Linked DNA regions of Mus musculus: region 2 is linked to region 1. A link is a contact called in public HiChIP or PLAC-seq data. All regions are on one chromosome and are shown on one strand. The core of a region is the stretch at or near the end of the contact, and the rest is flanking DNA. Distances in the headings are between cores, read along the strand shown.

Region 1 (2,826 bases), core at 198-2,697:
CTTCTAAGATCCATGACCTGATTAGCCCTGGGAAGCTGGTTCCGTTTCTAGGAGCAGATTTCTTTCTTGTCGAGTGGTTCTTAAGTCAGTAGTTGGTTACCACCAACGTGAGTGCCACTACTGCACCTTTACAGCTATGGTGCCTTGCTGGTTCATGGAGGTCACAGCTGGATAAGGCTATCACTCCGTTCCCTGCACTGGCAGCCTGCACAGCACCTTCTAGTACTATAAAAAGTGGACAGCAAGAAGGAGGCTTTCAGGTTAGACCTAGCTCACATAGCCCTGTTCCCTACGTGTGTCCTGTGTCGTGTCTTCAACAGGAGGGGCTTACCTTTGAGACTCAACCAAGGGCAACTCTATTGTCTTGGGAGTCACTAGGACTATGCTTGCCGCCATTCAAAACGAGATTTCTCAGACATGGTACGGGGTGGGGAAGTTGTTAGTCCATGGTTCCTATGGGGAGCATTGTTAACCCAAGTAGCATGATCTCTCTCTCTCTCTCTCTCTCTCTCTCTCTCTCTCTCACACACACACACACATACACACAACCTTGTTGTTATTCATTCTTCATTTATCTGTCTCCTTCTGTATTGACCTCCCATTTCCAGTTGAAGCCCTTCCTATTTTTCACTTACTACTTAAAATCATCTTGATCCTGCTAATCCCCTCTCACGCCCCTTCTCTCTCTCTCCCCACCTCTCTCTGTCTCTCTGTCTCTCTGTCTCTGTCTCTCTGTCTCTGTCTCTGTCTCTCTCTATCTCTCTCTCTCTCACACACACACACACACACACACACACACTGCATGGTCCCTTTATACTTCCCTAGTTTTTGTGCTTCCTCCATGAATTTATGACCATACCTGAGGATTTGGAGCTAGGAACCACAGATGAGACCGTGTAGGGTTTTCCTTTCTGAGTCCATGTTATCCATCATTGAGAATCTTTTCTAGATCCGTTCATTTACCTGTACATTTCACGGTTTCACTTTTCTTTGCAGCTGAAGAGTATTCTATTTTGTACAGGTACCGTATTTTTATTACCTGTTCATCTGTTGGAAAACACCCAGATTGCTTCCGTTTCCTACCTGATGTGACTAGCGTGGCTAGCAAGCTACTCGCTGAGCAAGTATGTGTGGATTCGGGTGTTGAATCCTATGCCAAGTGGCGTGGTTCTGCTGAGTCATACAGTAAATTTACTCTTAGTGCTCTGTGGCCTCCCTCTACTGCTTTCCAGAGTGGCCACACCGATCTATATTCCCAACAACAGTGAAAGAGGGTTCCCTTTCCCCACAACCGCACCAGCATTTATAATCAGTTGTTTCGTTGGTCTTAGCTATTCTGACTGGATTAAGATGAAATCTTAAAGTTGTTTTAATCTTTGTTTCCCTAACTACTAAGAACGACTGACTTAGTCACTGTTCTACTCCCGGGAAGAGACACCATGACCAAGGCAATGCTTACAAAAGAAAGTATTTAGTTGGGGCCTTGATTACAGTTTTAGAGGGTTAGCTCATGATCATTATGGCAGGAAACGTTGTGGCAGATCCTCGTGGGGCTGAGAGTTTACATACTGATGCACAGGCAGCAGGCAGAGAGACTCCCAGCGACACACCTTCTCCAACCAGGCCACACCTCCTTCAACCAGGCCACACCTCCTCCATCAAGGCCACACCTCCTCCAACAAGGCCACGCCTCCAAATACTTCCCAAAGGATTCTATTAGCTAAAGACAGAGTGTTCAAAATCAAACATATGAGCATATGAGGGCCATTTTTATTCAAACCACCACAGCGATGAACGCTTTTTGAGATATTTCTTAGCCATTTTTGTTTCTTCCATTGAGAACGAGATCTCTAAATCCTTGGACCACATTTTGACTGGTCCCTTTGTTTTCTTGCCTCTGATCATTGTTTTTGTTTTTAGTTCTCTGTGTATTCGGGATATTTTTCTTCTATCAGATGAATGGCTGGCAACTATTCTTCCTCACTCTGGAGACTTCCTCTTCATTCATTGTTTCCTTACCAGCTGCTCTTCAGTGTCACCTCAGCCCACTCTTCTGATCAATGGCGGAAGCACAATGCTTTACCCTGCAAATGTGTTCTGTGGGTATAAGAGGTTTGGATTGTTTGTGTGTTTCTGGGGTCAGGTGTGCATCCCTGGCCTATAACTTTCTATACAGATCAGGCTGGTTCCAACTTGCAATGATCCTCCTGCCTCTACCTCCTGAGCCCTGGAATTCAGGGCATGAACCAGCCTTGGTTTTGGTTTGTTCTGGTGTGGTTCAGTACAGGCTTCATTGCTTGCTTTGTTTGGAGTTTTCTTGCTTGTGTTTTGTTTTGGTGCCAGGGATCAAACCGAAGGACTTCCTTGTACACAGTAGGCCAAGCTGTCTACTTCTGAACTCAGTTCCCTGACCCTGTTCTAAGTCAAAATGAATGGAAATAGTGACCACTGAGCTTCGGTGATGTGCAAATTTCAAATCAGGTGTGTGTGTGTGTGTGTGTGTGTGTGTGTGTGTGTGCGTGTGCGTGTGTGCGCGCGCGTGAGCACACACATGCACACATGTATGAGTAACTTAGAGGGAGGGGTGTCCCCAAACCCTTTGGATTCAACTATATGTGTTGCTACCAACACTATGAAGCATCCTTCTGTATTGTCCCAGTTCCCTTTGGCCCACTCAGCACCCACAGCCCTGTGGTGTTGCCTGTGCTCTGGACTACTTACCACACAACCCTACCTGCCCTTGGGGGTTGTGGGTGCGGTGGCGCAGAGTCAAAGACACAGAATCCAGGAGCAGGTGAGAAACGCTGCAGCAAGCTCATCTGGGCA
Region 2 (2,826 bases), core at 230-2,729, 1.1 Mb before region 1:
ATAGATTGATATAAATGGGTTATTAGCTAGTTAAGGAATGAGCCTAGCTATATGGCCTAGCCTTTTGTAAATATATTTTGAGTCTGAGTCATTATTCTGGAGGCTTGTGGCCAGGAAGAAAACAGCTCATTACAAACCTGTACCTAGATCAATAAACGGAACTTACCAAAGTTCAGAAGCCCAGTGTCTTCCCAATGACAGAATAGTCACATGTCTACAGAAGGAGGTGTTAATTGGACATCTTACATTGCTGTGGGTAAGTTTTAGTTGTTTCTGACCTTTCAGGTATGTATTATTCTGGGTGCGCTATATCTCTCATTTGACTTTACACTTGTGAGAGTCATCCATGATACAAGAGGATGGGTGCACTCATTTGCATATATGCCTCATGTCGCCTCATGTCCTTAACCCAACTTTGTATTTGGGGCTCCTTCCCAGAGTCTTGAGCATTTTTCTACAGAATGACTTCAATTCCCACATCATAGTATAAAGCATAATTAGACATTTAGTGAGCCCTTTACCAGTCTCCTGGTCTTTGGATTTCACGTTATAAATAAGATTTGTCATGATACTTTAGAAAGATTGATAGGACAATGGTAAAGTAATACTAATGTTTCAAAACAGCTACAGTCTTACTTGGAGTTCCACTCGGGCCATTCATCATCCAGTGGATCCAGAGCCTGTTCACGGGGTGCTGAGAACTACGGAAAATGACGTAAGAAGTTCTTCACGAAGGGTGAGAATGTCTACAGGCTGTTTTAAAATATTTCAAACACTATTTCAAAAAGAGAGACATTCTGTTCATGTATGTAACAGTCTGTTAAAAATCTGTAACAAGACCAAGTTCCATAGAAATTGAGTCTAGGTTGGTATCTAAGCCTGGATTAGAACCATGAATTTGATCCCACCCTCCAGGTTGCTTATGTAAGTCTGGTGGTGATGCACCTCAGTTCTGGATAGAGGTAGCAAGTATTTCTCCATGTCTTTGTTAATCATGAGATGATCTAACCCACAGATGGGCAGTCAGAACCACGACACAAGTGCCTGATGGCTCAGTGTACACTCCTTTCCAACGCCTCCACGCAAGTTCGATACTGTTGGAGCTCCTCTGTTTCCACTCAAGTTGGAGCGGTGCTTTGTCTCAAGTCTTGGAACTAGGTAACAGGCCGGGAGGGAGGAGACACGAAACGTTGCTAACGGTCCTTAGCAATTTCCTGGACCCAAAGCTTTCCTCAGTGATGTGTGAAGCTAAGCTGTCCATCCAGCTGTGCTACCCCGATTCGCTAAAGATGTGGAACTAAAACCCAGAAGCTAATCCCTCTATGGATCAACCTTAAAATGCAACAGATTTTTCAGAGATGATCGGGGAAATCTTTTTCTGAAAGGGGAGATGCCTGGATCAGATTCTTAAAGGAAGGAAAACAAAGCATACCTCGAAGGCTTAGCTGGGCAGAGAGGGTGCATGCTGGGAAGAAAGCGATGCTTTGTGGCATTTCCTGGATTCCTGACTCATACTTTCCTCCTGAGGTCAGGAGCGTCCCTTTCTCCTCCAGCAGCTTGCTTCTGGCACTAAGAAATCCAAGATAAATGAGACAGTCTGTGAACAGAGCCCCAAACAGCTGGCCATTGCTGGACACAACTACAATGGCTGGTCAAATGGGGACATCTGGTTCACGTCCCCAGAGATTTAATAATGGCAGAAAGACCAATAAAGATAATCCAATCAACCACTGGGACCAAAGCTCCCAGGAGCACAAAGCTGGGCTGGGGAGGTTGGGTTTCTTTTCCATGGGAGCCAAGGGAAGAGAGGGGCAGGTGAGCCAGCTGTGGGCTTGAGCCTCTCATGCCTGCATTGTTGGTCTCTTTGACCATGAGGGAAAATCTCAAGGAAAGCTGGGGGGGGGGGGGTTGTTCCTGGAAGAGTGTGGGAGATTTTTCACATTTATAATTTGGGGGCACACTCATATCCTGATCCTCTATAAACTCAGGGCCATGGGAATTGTTAACCCATCATTTGATGGATATTTATTCTACATGACCCGGTGTAAAGACTCTTAGCTAGGGGTGGATTTGGGACAGGAAATGACTTCTCTGCTAGTGTTGGTGCTTGTAAGAAAGTGCTGCTCTCTCTGTATATTCACTTTTGCAAATGGAACATGAAGACAATAGTTTGTATCTCCTAGGACTGTTAGGGACATGGTACAAAATCATGGGCGAGCTTAGCAGAAATACGTGATGTTCACATGATCATCTGTGATACTTAGAACCAAGAGTCTGCTCTGTTATGACAGATGGCACAGAGAACAGAAACTCACTGAAGGTTCTAATATCTTTTGTTTGGCCTCTGGTCTCTTATTCTTAGATTTATTTAATCTTTTTTTTTTTTTTTTTTTTTTTTTTAAGATACAGGCTGGGTGTGGTGGCACACACCTTTAATCCCAGCACTTGGGAGGCAGAGGCAGAGGCAGGTGAATTTCTGAGTTCGAGGCCAGCCTGGTCTACAGAGTGAGTTCCAGGACAACCAAGTCTATACAGAGAAACCCTGTTTCGAAAAACCAAATAAATAAATAAATAAACAACCAAATACAAAAAAATAAAATAAAAATAAAAAATAAAAATAAAAAGATATAGGTAAATAGGCAAGTGAGATGTTATTTTATCATTAATCAGCTTTCTGATACCATAACAAGATACACATGATAATTAACTTACAAAGACAAAGGGCTTCCTGAAGCTCGTGTTTTTAGAGATTCTCACCCCAAATCAGATGTAAGGCAAAGAAGAATCCAGGGATGTGTGACTATATTTGAGGTAAACTTCCCACTG

The links. HiChIP or PLAC-seq counts read pairs in DNA pulled down with a chosen protein or histone mark.
Region 2: an H3K27ac HiChIP or PLAC-seq map of embryonic fibroblasts shows a contact between it and region 1, with 15 times the contacts expected there. The contact joins two enhancer-like sites. A contact is called at or near these places in 1 of 15 datasets of contacts at CTCF or cohesin (pro-B cells), 8 of 484 Hi-C or Micro-C datasets (cerebral cortex, cortical neurons, differentiating embryonic stem cells and 4 more) and 1 of 115 datasets of contacts at active chromatin or transcription factors (embryonic fibroblasts).

What each region holds. Positions count from the first base shown.
Region 1 is chr6:125,406,197-125,409,022 of GRCm38.p6, reverse strand. No RefSeq gene overlaps it. Among named protein-coding and RNA genes, the nearest start is that of Gm32673, 23 kb to the left of the region's middle. Within about 2 kb of position 1,447, at least 26 of the 459 cell types and tissues checked have an H3K27ac peak or open chromatin away from gene starts, as enhancers often do. A contact at or near this core is called in embryonic fibroblasts, where this site is marked.
Region 2 is chr6:126,486,079-126,488,904 of GRCm38.p6, reverse strand. It overlaps Gm38899 (a long non-coding RNA gene), which reads left to right. Exons shown (of 5, transcript XR_869437.2): 3 at 625-736; 4 at 1,016-1,158; 5 at 2,404-2,636. Among named protein-coding and RNA genes, the nearest start is that of Gm38899, 27 kb to the left of the region's middle. Within about 2 kb of position 1,479, at least 25 of the 459 cell types and tissues checked have an H3K27ac peak or open chromatin away from gene starts, as enhancers often do. A contact at or near this core is called in embryonic fibroblasts, where this site is marked.